Linked DNA regions of Mus musculus: regions 1 and 3 are each linked to region 2. The links are chromatin contacts, called in public targeted proximity ligation maps. All regions are on one chromosome and are shown on one strand. The core of a region is the stretch at or near the end of the contact, and the rest is flanking DNA. Distances in the headings are between cores, read along the strand shown. Region 1 overlaps Prune2 (prune homolog 2). Region 2 holds the start of Foxb2 (forkhead box B2). Region 3 overlaps Prune2 (prune homolog 2).

The links.
Region 1: a targeted proximity ligation map of stem cell-derived neural progenitor cells shows a contact between it and region 2, with 29 read pairs. A contact is called at or near these places in 15 of 39 promoter capture datasets (the 3T3-L1 cell line, 3T3-L1-derived adipocytes, the C10 cell line and 9 more), 22 of 484 Hi-C or Micro-C datasets (the AML12 cell line, B cells, LSK cells and 5 more), 12 of 130 datasets of targeted methods (CD8 T cells, embryonic forebrain, embryonic hindbrain and 5 more) and 2 of 9 other capture datasets (adipose tissue and pancreatic islet).
Region 3: a contact with region 2 is called in a targeted proximity ligation map of embryonic stem cells, with 2.4 times the contacts expected there. A contact is called at or near these places in 6 of 39 promoter capture datasets (3T3-L1-derived adipocytes, HPC-7-derived erythroid cells, embryonic stem cells and 2 more), 13 of 484 Hi-C or Micro-C datasets (B cells, LSK cells, cerebral cortex and 2 more), 11 of 130 datasets of targeted methods (embryonic forebrain, embryonic hindbrain, embryonic stem cells and 3 more) and 1 of 9 other capture datasets (adipose tissue).

The regions. Positions count from the first base shown.
Region 1 is chr19:17,026,683-17,030,829 of GRCm38.p6, reverse strand. The region is part of intron 6 of Prune2 (prune homolog 2); the gene reads right to left. Among named protein-coding and RNA genes, the nearest start is that of Prune2, 73 kb to the right of the region's middle.
Region 2 is chr19:16,872,000-16,876,687 of GRCm38.p6, reverse strand. Foxb2 (forkhead box B2) reads left to right here and starts at 2,858. Exons shown (of 1, transcript NM_008023.2): 1 at 2,858-4,372. The coding sequence starts at 3,048. The coding sequence ends at 4,334.
Region 3 is chr19:17,044,655-17,049,254 of GRCm38.p6, reverse strand. The region is part of intron 6 of Prune2 (prune homolog 2); the gene reads right to left. Among named protein-coding and RNA genes, the nearest start is that of Prune2, 91 kb to the right of the region's middle.

The DNA of each region.
Region 1 (4,147 bases), core at 155-2,654, 160 kb before region 2:
ATGGACTTATTTATTTCAAAGTCTGGTCTGGGAGTCCAGTGAGAAAATCAATTGAAAGGCACCCCTAATCCAATAAATTTGTGGTTACATTCATGGCATGTCGGATTTATTTTATTATATTTGTCTTCTAGATGTGGGATGTATATGTATGAACGGAACACAAGTAAATATAAAGCAAAGTGTGATAAAAGGTTTTAAAGCACAGGGTGAGACAGGGTACACACCTGAGAATGGGTGTTAGCTTCTCAAGAGAATAGAAGAAAACTGAGACCTTTTCCAGCCTACAACCTGTCTTCCCTTTTGGTACCACTAGGCGGCACCACTGGCCTGTGTTTGTTCTTAATGTGGCTGGGACAGCACTTTTCCTTTTTTTGTTAGCAGTCTTTGAATTAAGGATCAGCACAGCACCCGAAAGCCTTTGTTTGACCCTTCTTGTTTCTCTCTGTCGCTATTCAAATATGTGTGTGTGTGTGTGTGTGTGTGTGTGTGTGTGTGTGTGTGTATTTATTATGTACCAAAATATATTCTTGTTACTTAGGGAACCAGCTCTATATTTGCACAGAGAGGGGCCTCTAGCTTAAAGACATTCCCCTGTTGTTGTTTTCTGTTTGTTTTTGTTTTTGTTTCTCTATGTATCCCTTGGTTGTCCTGGAATTTACTCTATAGACCAGGCTAACCTTGAATTCAGAGACCCACCCGTTTCGGCCTCCCAAGTACTGGGATTAGAGGTCTTTTAAAGAGATTTCTCTGTCTCAAGAAGAGGAACACATTTCCTTTAGTTTCGCAACCTGTTTTTCCATGACAATTTGATACGGTGCGGTAATTAACCATTAAAACATGGCATGTGCTTCCGCAGGAACATTATAGTCAAACTAATTTAAACCAAGGTCAGGTCTCCAAATCAGCAAAAGAATTCTGAAGGCAGGTGACAGACAGGGAAAAATAAACCAAAGGAAAGGTAAGCAACAGATGCTATTAAAAGTAACTCAGGGCAGCTCAAACTGGTCTGAGTACATTCCTAAAAAGGCAATTAGCCAATCCTTTCAGAAATTAAGCCATCAAAATGACATTACAGTACATTTTTTTTTAAATGTATTTACAGAGCAAAAGAGCAGCCATCCACGCTCAGAATCGTGGCCTGAGGGATTCCTTTCTCTGAGGAAACGTGTAGAAGAAAATTAGATCCTAAACTAAGGAGAAACTTCAAGTTGTCACAATGGATTTAGGGTGGTGCTATTTCTTCATTTCCTCAGTGCTAAGTGGAGAGTGAGTTAAGTCACGTGGTTGTTACTGGTCTCTTTGTCTTCGTGGGATGGTTAGGATGACAAAAGTCTCCTATGACTGTCCCAAATACCCACCGCTGTTTAAGGACTGACAGTGGCTAACTGGGGCCCTGGCCGGGAAAATCATTCCTTATAAAGGCTGGCAGTGAGACTGCACTTCATCCAGGAACAAAGGGACAGTGTCCTTCCTCCTAGAAAGGGATTCTAGAGAGAGGAATTGCCTGCTGACTGCTTTCGAGGGTCTAGAAACATAAAATTCTGTTTATAAATGATAAAGTGAGGGGCTGGGAAGATGGCTCAGTGGGGAAAACACTTGGTGTACAAGTGAAGGGCGAACTTTCAGAACCTCAGTAGACAGGCAATCGCGTGGGAGGTGTGGCCACTTAACCTGCCCCAGAGCCTGAGGCTCAGGAGAGCCTCAGAGCCAAGTGGGTATCTTTGATAGTTAAATTATCAAACTCTGGGGCCAAGTAAGAGACGCTGCCAAGTTAGAGACTGAAAGGAATTAATGAAGAGACTGTGTCTATCTGACTTTCATACCTATGCGCATGCACACACATGAACCAATACACACGGGATGGGGAGAGAGGGACAGAGAGACCAAAAACATACATAGGAAGTAAAAATTTCTAAAAATGCAAAGATACAGGTTTATGCATGCATTGGCATTGCCCTCAGATAATGTGCTCACTCCCTAAATGTGATGCTGGACTAAGAAGGGAGGCCCCAAGTGGAAGAAGAGAATGACCCACCCACTTTAAGGGGGCAGCCTGCGCATTTTGATGTTGAATCCAAAGAATGTGGCTTTTTAAAAGGACAAATCTGCAGTGGCTAGAAGGAAGGAGAGCAGTGTCCAGGCAGAAGTGGCCCAGAGGGCTGACAAGGTTTCTAAGAAGGAGCTGGCAGAGGCACAGGAAGTGGGAAGCTGTGTAGAACCTACTTAAAAGATGAGAAATGGGAGCAAAGTAACAGAAAACAGCTACAGCTCAAAGGGGCCGTGAGCCCTCGCTGGCACAGGCCATCTTGGTGAAAGCTTACAAGAGAGGTTTACAGTCCCAGACACAAGGGAGCGTTCTGCATCTCCATCTGCAGAGAGGCAAGCAAAAAAGTGTAGAAAATGGGGGCGACTTAAGCCTGAATCCTCAGCAGCCTTAGAGGTGGCCACAGTTGTGGTGTTTGGGCTCAGTGAGGAAAGATTACAGGCCAATTATTAATGCTATCTGGTACTTTCAATATGATTAGACTCTTAGTCCAAACTAAAATCTGAAAATACAATGCCTTTGGCCAAATGCATGAAACTTGTTAAGTAAATTATGATCAAGTATCAACTTTCTATCCTTTCCTTTTTTTTCCTTTTTTTTTTGTTGTTGTTGTTGTTGTTGTTTTGTTTTGTTCTTTTCGAGACAGGGTTTCTCTGTGTAGCCCTGGCTGTCCTGGAACTCACTTTGTAGACCAGGCTGGCCTTGAACTCAGAAATCTGCCTGCCTCTGCCTCCCGAGTGCTGGGATTAAAGGCATGCGCCACCACACCCGGCCTATCTTTTCTTTGATTATTTAAAAAAAAAAATCTATTCGCTTATTTACCTTTAAAAAAGTGATCAGCACTTCAGCTCCGGTATCTCACTTTTCTACATACCCTTGATAAGCATCCACTTAAAGGCCTAACGGCCTTGTTCTTGTATCCAACAACAAACAGATTATTGGTTAACACTCTCTGTGGACAGAACATTTTTAAAAAGAAAGTTTTCACTTCATGACACAGCACTGGGTACCAGAAACAAATTTGCCTGCTCTAGTAGATTGTATGCCAAGCTGGTCACCTCCATTTCCTGCCCACTGAGTCATGTGCCCCCTCCCCCTCACATCAGGGGTCAGAGTCAGAGCCCCAGTGGAGTGCTGGCACCACATTGTAAAGGGTGGCAAGGGATGGTTGTCAAATTCCAGAAAATATGCAGACCCATTATTTGCAAATTAGAAACAGCCATTATGAAAATTATCTAATTTAACCTAATCGCCTTCTAAAGCTTTCACTTCTCAACACCACTGTGTTAAGAATTAAGTTTCGATATCAATCTTGGAGAGATGCAAATATTAAAATCATAGCAAGCAGAATTGTGGCTAGAAAATGTAGAAGGGGGTCTACACTTAGGGAAATTCATTGACGGGGAGAACTGGATAAAATATGTTTTAGGAATCATTGGTGTCCATTAAAAAAATAAAGAAAAGGTGTCAGTTAAGATACACATTGCTCCAATAGAGTTTTGTTGGAGAAACAAAATAAGGATGCCACTCTAATGTGTTTTAAAGCACATTTTTGCAGACTTTGAGCTGCACTGTAATTGTCGTTAAAGGCCTCTGTGCTTGGTTTCAGACCGGTGACTCTGCTGGGAAATGGCAGGGCCTGGGCATCCTGGAAGGAATTTAGGCAGCTAGGGGTGTGGCCTTGAGAGGGATATTTTTACCTCCAAGGTCCTTCTATTTCCCTTTTAGCTTTCGTGGCCTCCCTGAGGTGAGTGGCTTCCTCCACCACATGCCCTGCCAAGCTGAACTGTATCGCCACAGACTCAAAGCTACCATGGACTGAAACCTTCCATACCATGAGCCCAAACAAACCTTTCTTCTTTATAAACTGATTTATCTGATTTTCATCACAGTGACAAAAAGGTGACCAATCCGCTGTTGGTGACATATTTTGTTGATGACATATTTTGGCCATCATCAGAAGATGCCTAGCATAGTTTACAAAGACCTTAAATGTCACAAGCTTCAGCTGCTAAAAGAATCCCTTAAATAGAGATGCTCTGCTCTTCCCGCCAGTTGCTTCCCACAGTAAGGAGTGGCTCATAGCTATGAATTATTAGCTGG
Region 2 (4,688 bases), core at 1,609-4,108:
CACTGAACGCGACAGCTTGGGGCCCCGGAGCTGCGCTCTGCCTTCCCCGCTCTGTCTTGATGATCTAAGTTACGTGGAGCTGGCCCCCAAGCGCTGTTGGCTTGCTTAGGCTGGAGACTCAGACCACCCATCTCGCGTCCCTCGGCGACTAGGTGGCAGCGGCGGGTTGCCCGGCTCTAAAGAGAGCGGCCTCTCAGCTGTAAGGTTTAGGGTTTACATTGCAGGCTGGTTTGCCCCAGACGCCCAGAAAAAATTCTTCCCCTCCTTGGGTTCCCGGACGCCCCGCGGGGGCCACTAGCCCAGGGAAGAAAATGTCCTCAGCTGACTCCATGAAGGAGGCACCTCGAGTCCCGGATCCCACGGAAGAGATGCCACATCAAAGCATCAACAAAAGAAGTCATTTACCGAAGCGCCAGGCGCGCAGTAGCTGCCCGGAGGGGCGTCAGGAGGGGTAGACCTCAGCCTGCAGGGTTGAACAGGAGTCCCACCTCCAGCCCATTTGGCTGTCACTGTAACTGGGCGTCCTAGGAATTCCTCTGGAACTTCACAGGGTCGTTCGCTGCTGGTCTCCTCTCGGGTCTTGAAAAATCTCGCAGAAATTTCTTTGGCGGGAGAAAAGTTCCTATCACGAAGTGATAGTGAGGTGTATCCTCTTGTTTCTTAGGCCAGGCAAAGAAGTTGCACGCGCGCGCGCGCGCACACACACACACACACACACACACACACACACACCTTCTTATCCTCTTACACACTTGACCTTACCACCCATGGTCCTATCCTAGGAGGACAAACTGGCCAAACAGCAGGAGCCAGAAGGTTCCCTGCCGGCTAAAAAGGAGAAAAAGAAAACGAATCTTTCCTGCTTGCCTCACTCCAGGGTCTCTACCTAGAAACCAAGTAAGGACCCACACACCCGCGCCCATTTTACCACTTACCAAAATCCTGATTTCCTTGGACCCGTACGTAGCCTTTCTAGCCACTGAGCCAAGATTTAGGACTTATGCTTAGCAGAGAAGAAATTAAAATCTGAGGCACCTGCTGCCTTTAACTGCTCTCAAGTGAGGGAACTGGAAAGAACTCTGAAATTTTCCAACTACAGGAAAAATACTGAAAGTGAGATCCCGAGACGGGAATAGAGAATATGGTTGTTTCTAAATGCTTCTTTCCCTGCCAGCTTGGGGTCAAACGTAGCCAACCAGAATGAGATTTTAAGTTCTTTGAATACGCATTGCCATTTCCAGGATGAGTGCTTCATCCAAGTGGGGGTGGGGGGTGGTAGGGGACCTTTACCCCTGGCTCAGCCCCTGCTCCCTTACAGGTCACACCAAGGCTTCCAGAGTGATTTTAATGGTATTCCTCCCTTGGTGAGGAGAGTGCTGCACAGTTAGGTAACGGAGCCCCTCGACTCCCAACTCCTCATTCTTTCCCCTGCCTCTAATATCGCCACCCCAAAGAGACCTCACGCCGTCTGTCCGCCCCTTTCAGGAAGACGTGTTGGAGTTTCTCCACCCGCCAAGCTTCTTGCCTCCTAATTCCCTGCCTATTATCTTTCTGCCCCCTAAATCAAGGTTCTGGGGTGCAAAGAGCAATTCGTGCCTCGCTGAACCTGCCAAAAAATGGGCCGATCTGTAGGCCCCAGCTCTTCTTTCTATTGGTTTCCACTTACAACCCTCTGGGCGTCTCTGTTTCTCCAAGAGAAAAGGAGCTGGAGACAAAGGTGCTCCAAACTGGAGACCTAAATGGCTAGGCCACCGGGAAACTAAGGGAGAGTGGGTGAAAAGACTGAATGATAAAGGGAGAGAGCTATGCAAGACCTGACGGGTGAGAAAGCAGTGCCGTGCCCCCTTGCTGTGGAACAGCAGACCCCCACAACTAGACAGTGACCCCTTCTCAGTGGTCAGACGGCTGAAGCCTGGGCTGGCAAGCGGGAAGTGAAAGCGAAGGGTCGGGGTGACCAGTGGAAATGGAGAAGGGGCGGAGACGAGAAATTGTGCCTTCTTGCCCCTTCTTCAGCAAAAGAAGAGGCTGTGGAGGCGGCGGCGGCGGAGTCCCTCAGCCTCGGTCATGTGATAGTCTCGAAGCGCAAGCTGCAGGGGTCTCGGCGTCTCGGGGACCATTACAAAACGCAGCCAGGAGAGCGCGTCGCTGCCACAGCAGCGCGTCTTCTCAAAACCCGCGGGGCAGAGCGGCTGCAGCTGCAGCTCAGACGGCTGTTCGGACCGGGCGAGCCGGGTCCTAGCCTGTCTACGCAGACGCCCCCTGCAGCCTGCGGCTAGCTCCGGGAGTTCTGACACCGTCCCCTCCATAGAGCCTGACGGTGGGCGCCGCTGCTGTAGACAGCACCAAACTTTTTTCTTGGAACCACCACCTAGAGCTCGGTGCCTCTTCCATTTTCAGCTTGCCTGCAGATCTCCTGAAAAAAGAGGGTACGTACGTACAGTAGCGGATAGGAAAGTGCGCGCTCCCTCTCTCTCTTCTTACCCTGTCTACCCCTTTTTGTAAGATTTGAACTCCAGCGCGGACAGACCCAGTACCAGGTCAGCTTCCAGGGTCGAAAGATCGGTCACCAGTGGCCTCGGGACAGCTAGTGTGGACTCGAGCTTAAAAAGCCAGTCTTCATTATCCAGTTGGTTTGATCTGAGCTGCCTTTGTACCGATAAAGGGAAAAGAGACCAAAAAGAAACTCATTCCACAGCCTTTCGCTCCAGAGCTCAAGTCTAGTCATCCAAGAGGAGGACGAGACGGAGAAAAGCAAGGTAAAGCTGGCGAGTCTCTCTGGCTACTGTGAGGGCCTGCCCACGACAGTCAAGACCAGAAGTTGTGAGCGCCATAAAACTGTATTGGCTCAAAAAGCCAATTGCGGGGACCCGGGGCAGCTCCCCGAAGGAGGAGGACCAAGGCAAAAGGGGTCTGGGGACCAAGAAAGCTGGGGATCAGGCTGCGCAGGTGGAGAGAGAATTAGTGGGGACACTTAAGCCTGGTATCCGGCTTTCCGAGAGGCGTTAAGGCCCACTGTGGGCCGGACGGAAGTGGAAGAGCCTGGGAAGATGCCACGGCCAGGGAAGAGTTCCTACAGCGACCAAAAGCCGCCCTACTCTTACATCTCACTGACCGCCATGGCCATCCAGCATTCGGCTGAGAAGATGCTGCCTCTGAGCGACATCTACAAGTTCATCATGGAGCGCTTCCCCTACTACCGCGAGCACACGCAGCGCTGGCAGAACAGCCTGCGCCACAACCTCTCCTTCAACGACTGTTTCATCAAGATCCCTCGGAGGCCGGACCAACCCGGTAAGGGCAGCTTCTGGGCGCTACACCCTGACTGCGGTGACATGTTCGAGAACGGCAGCTTCCTGCGGCGCCGCAAGCGCTTCAAGGTGCTACGCGCAGACCACGCTCACCTACACTCAGGAAGCAGCAAGGGCGCGCCCGGCACGGGGCCAGGAGGTCACCTGCATCCCCACCATCCCCACCACGCACACCACCACCACCACCATCACCACCACGCCGCACACCATCACCACCATCACCACCCGCCGCAGCCGCCCCCGCCGCCGCCGCCGCACATGGTGCCCTATTTCCACCAGCAGCCGGCTCCGGCTCCGCAGCCTCCACACCTCCCGTCGCAGCCCGCGCAGCAGCCACAGCCGCAGTCGCAGCCTCCGCAGACGTCCCATCCCGGCAAGATGCAGGAGGCGGCGGCCGTGGCGGCGGCCGCAGCAGCGGCGGCGGCCGCAGCGGTGGGCAGCGTGGGGCGTCTGTCTCAGTTCCCACCCTACGGGCTGGGCTCGGCCGCCGCCGCCGCCGCTGCAGCCGCCGCGTCCACCACAGGCTTCAAACATCCGTTCGCCATAGAGAACATCATCGGGCGGGACTACAAGGGCGTGCTGCAGGCTGGAGGGTTGCCTTTGGCGTCGGTCATGCACCACTTGGGCTACCCCGTGCCGGGCCAGCTCAGCAATGTTGTCGGCTCCGTGTGGCCTCATGTTGGCGTGATGGATTCGGTAGCCGCGGCTGCCGCTGCTGCCGCCGCAGCTGGGGTCCCGGTAGGCCCGGAGTATGGGGCATTCGGGGTGCCAGTCAAGGCTCTGTGCCACTCGGCAAACCAGAGCCTGCCAGCTGTACCGGTGCCCATCAAGCCCACGCCTGCGCTACCACCCGTGACCACGCTGCCGCCGGCGTTGTCTGTCCCCACGGCGTCGCAGCAGCTGCCTGCTCCCTCCACCGTGTGCGCGGCCGCCGCCTCACCCACAGCCCCTCTCTTGGAGCCCACCGCAGCCGGCAGGGCTGACAGCAAGGGGAGCTCCCTACACTCGGTGTTGGTGCATTCTTAGGGGACCCCGCGACCGGTGAGAAGGCGCCTGTCGAGAGACTGAGACAATGGTCCCAGACCGAGAGGGTGCTCCAGGAAGGTCAGCAAACTTGGCATTGAGCTAAATGCTGCACTGGTCTGAATAAATGTAACTTCCTGGTGTCTGTGTTTATACTATCTTGTAAATCAGATTAATTAATGAAAGCCCATTTTCAGGTAAGAGTTTCTATTGTAATAAAAGTCGGTAAGTTATGGGAGAGAGGAGCAAACGTGGTCAGTGAAAACTAATTTTAGGCAAAGAGGAAGTAGGGTTCACCTCTTTTCTGGAGCAGGACCTGGACGACCTAATCCGGGAGAAGCCCAACAGAGTGACAGA
Region 3 (4,600 bases), core at 1,150-3,649, 170 kb before region 2:
TCATATCTATCTGTTTTGTGTGGGATGCTGGGAGGGGAGGAGGGGTCTGAACTCAGGTTCTCATGCTTCAATGACAGGCAGTTGATCAACTGAGCATTTCCCAGCCCCGGTGTAGATGAGCTATTGTAGTTCAAAGAAAAATGAATGCACATACTCATACAGCAAATAACAGAAATAGGAACTGGGTGAAGGCCCTTGGACCATCTCACCCTGGAAGCATCTGGAGGGAAGTGTAATGAGGAGCTCTTCACTGTGGCAAGAAAGATTATTTTCCAACGACTCTGTAGCTGTATGACCAACTGTGAGCTGCCTACCCATCCTTCCTATGTCTGGGACCTTTGCTCTATAAAACACAGATGCAAAAACTAAGGGTTGGCTGGGAACACAGCACCTAGTATGTACGAGGCCCCACATTTGGTTTCTATATTCCATAGAGTAGCCACAAGAACCAGGTTCTTAAGCTCACATTAAGCTTTGGGTCTTTGGAAAGCAAGGTTTTGCTACGTTAGCATGGCCGACCTGGAACTTGCTGTGGGGCTCAGGTTGTCCCTGAGCTTCTCATCAGAATCATCCTCTTTAGTTATAAGATTATGGATGTGAGTCACCACCGTTGGCTAAAAACTGTTTGTGTTTGTATTGGTTTTGCTTGCTATCTTTTTATGTGGATGGGTATTTTGCATGCAAGTATGTCTGCGTACCACGCATTCACAGTGCTTGTAGAGGCCAGAAGAGGGTATATTGGAGTTGCAGATAGTTGTGAGTTGCCACACGGATGGTGGGAATCAAACCCAGGTCTTCCGGAAGAGTAACCAGTGCACTTAACTGCTGAGCCATTGCTCCAGTCCCCCTTCTGTTTTTTACATGCTGGGAAGTGAATCACCAGCTACGGATGTGCTAGACAAGCCCCTTACCACTGAGCTATATCCTCAGCCCAAGATAAAGTTCAAAGCAATGTGTCCAGAATACACTCAGTATCTATATGAGTTAACCACTATTAATATTGTTTCTCAAATGCTCAGTCTTGTGATTTATACCTGTTAGAAGAAGACAACACCTGCCAGTGCTCTCTACCTACCATGAAGACGGTGGGAGAAGGTTCTGGTGTCCTGGTGCTTCAACGTAAGTTCAGAGTGGAAAGGATACTCTTTGACATAAGTATGAGTCAGGGCTTAACTGCACTGCAGTAAACTGTGTGTCCACACACTCAGAAGAGCATTGGTTAACCTCCAGAATGAATCTGCATAGTTACTCTGCCTAGAGTCACACATCAGCACACACATGTCTGAAGAGTGTGCCTGTTATTTTCTGAATAAAGCCATACCAATGACAGTCTGCCAAAAACATTGTGAAGCTCCTAAATCCCAGGAAAACATTCAGAGGGATCAGGCAGCCATGTACCACTGCCTTGAAGGGGGTTCTGCCTTCCTTCTGCTTCTTCAAGGATCATTCTATCAATGACACCATGGCAGACACTAGGACTCTGGAGAGAGCCAAAAGAAAAGCTGCAGCCCACAGTAAGGTCAGACCCAGCATGTCTTAATGTGTGCTTCAACCTAATTTTGAATTGCCCAGACAATCTGTGAGAAGGTTCTGGAAGTCATGTGATTGCATTTTCTTGGCCTCCTAGTTTCTTCTAAAATGTTTGAGGAAGTGGGAAGAAAAAGAGAGGCAGAAAAGACAAATGAAGGGCAGACACACATACACAGGTATATATGTATGTACATATTCACTGTAAAAATATTGATTTTTATTAATAGACTCTAAATGTGCTACTCATAGTGAATCATATATTTAATTTCTTATATGTAATAGTTAGTATATGACTTCAATTTAAGGCCTTGGTAGCCATAAAAGAAACTACTTCATGTTGTATTATTTGCATTGGCTTTCTAGTTTTCAGAACATTTCAGGGATAAAACTGAAGCCGACAGATATTGAGACTCAGAGGTAAGACCTTACAAGTGGATGGGAGCTATGTAGCCATCAACAAAGTTCTAAACAAATTAAAAATGCATACTAGCTTTCCAGTAGCCATCTAAGCTGCAACTCCTAACAACTCTAAAGGAAGATCCGAATAACAAAAGATAGACAGCAGCCCAGCACGAGGAGTGTCTGGCTAGCAAATGCATAACAACAAAATCTCCGTGACAAACCACTTATACCCCCTGCCCCTCCCTGCCCTGCCCTGCCCTGTACAGGAGAAGCAAGAAACCAGAAGCATAATTGATAAGAGGGAAGAAAAAGACAAAGCTGGGGAAATCTGAAAATAATCAGGAGATACAGAGAATGTAATCCCAGCACTTGGGAAGTAAAGACAGAAGGAACAGTCTCAGTATACAATCTCCGGTACAGTCACAGTACACAGTCTCAGTACAGTCTCAGTGTACAGTCTCAGTACACAGTCTCAGTGTACAGTCTCAGTACAGTCTCAGTACACAGTCTCAGTGTACAGTCTCGGTGTACAGCCTCAGTACACAGTCTCAGTGTACAGCCTCAGTGCACAGTCTCAGTACACAGTCTCAGTACACAGTCTCAGTGTACAGTCTCAGTGTACAGTCTCAGTGTACAGTCTCAGTACAGTCTCAGTGTACAGTCTCAGTACAGTCTCAATACAGTCTCAGTACAGTCTCAGTGTACAGTCTCAGTGTATAGCCTCAGTACACAGTCTCAGTGTACAGTCTCAGTGCACAGTCTCAGTGTACAGTCTCAGTACACAGTCTCAGTACACAGTCTCAGTGTACAGTCTCAGTGTACAGTCTCAGTGCACAGTCTCAGTGCACAGTCTCAGTACACAGTCTCAGTACACAGTCTCAGTACACAGTCTCAGTGTACAGTCTCAGTGCACAGTCTCAGTGTACAGTCTCAGTGTACAGTCTCAGTACAGTCTCGATGTACAGTCTCGGTGTACAGTCTCGGTGTACAGTCTTGGTGTACAGTCTCGGTGTACAGTCTCAGTACACAGTCTCAGTACACAGTCACAGTACACAGTCTCAGTACAGTCTCAGTACACAGTCTCAGTGTACAGTCTCAGTACAGTCTCAGTGCACAGACTCAGTGTACAGTCTCGGTGTACAGCCTCAGTACACAGTCTCAGTGTACAGCCTCAGTGCACAGTCTCAGTACACAGTCTCAGTACACAGTCTCAGTGTACAGTCTCAGTGTACAGTCTCAGTACAGTCTCAGTGTACAGTCTCAGTACAGTCTCAATACAGTCTCAGTACAGTCTCAGTACAGTCTCAGTGTACAGTCTCAGTGTACAGTCTCAGTGTATAGCCTCAGTACACAGTCTCAGTGTACAGTCTCAGTGCACAGTCTCAGTACACAGTCTCAGTACACAGTCTCAGTGTACAGTCTCAGTGTACAGTCTCAGTACAGTCTCAGTGCACAGTCTCAGTACACAGTCTCAGTACACAGTCTCAGTGTACAGTCTCAGTGCACAGTCTCAGTATACAGTCTCAGTGTACAGTCTCAGTACAGTCTCGATGTACAGTCTCGGTGTACAGTCTCGGTGTACAGTCTCGGTGTACAGTCTCAGTGTACAGTCTCAGTGTACAGTCTCAGTGTACAGTCTCAGTACACAGTCTCAGTGTACAGTCTCAGTACACAGTCTCAGTACAGTCTCAGTGCACAGACTCAGTGCACAGTCTCAGTGCACAGTCTCAGTACACAGTCTCAGTGTACAGTCTCAGTGCACAGTCTCAGTGCACAGTCTCAGTGCACAGTCTCAGTGTACAGTCTCAGTGTACAGTCTCAGTACAGTCTCAGTGTACAGTCTCGGTGTACAGTCTCAGTGTACAGTCTCAGTACACAGTCTCAGTACACAGTCTCAGTACACAGTCTCAGTGTACAGTCTCAGTACACAGTCTGGTGTACAGTCTCAGTGCACAGTCTCAGTACAGTCTCAGTACACAGTCTCAGTGCACAGTCTCAGTGCACAGTCTCAGTACAGTCTCAGTACACAGTCTCAGTACACAGTCTCAGTGTACAGTCTCAGTGTACAGTCTCAGTACACAGTCTCAGTACACAGTCTCAGTGTACAGTCTCAGTGTACAGTCTCAGTGTACAGTCTCAGTACAGTCTCAGTACATAGTCTCAGTGCACAGTCTCAGTACACAGTCTCAGTACACAGTCTCAGTAGTGTCTCAGTACAGTCTCAGTGTACAGTCTCAGTACAGCCTCAGTACGCAGTCTCAGTACAGCCTCAATCTCAGTACACAGTCTCAGTACAGACTCAGTACACACTCAGTATAGTCTCAGTGTACAGTCTCAGTGTACAGTCTCAGTATACAGTCTCAGTACACAGTCCTCAGTCCACAGTCTCAGTACATAGTACACCTTCTTACTCTACATAGTAAGAATGAGACTAAGAGTTTTCTGAGACCCCGTCTCAAAAAAATCCCAAAGTGGAGGAAAGACACATGCAGGAAATTGGAACCTGCACAGATGGTAAGATGGACTCAGCCTGGTCCTTCACTCAGCCACCATTCACAGGAAGCATACTGTGTCCCAGTCATTATTCAAGGACTGGGAATTCAGTTAGAAAAGGTAAGCTGACAATGTGCCTGTATTCCTTACTTCTTAGGGAAGAATGTGGTGAAGC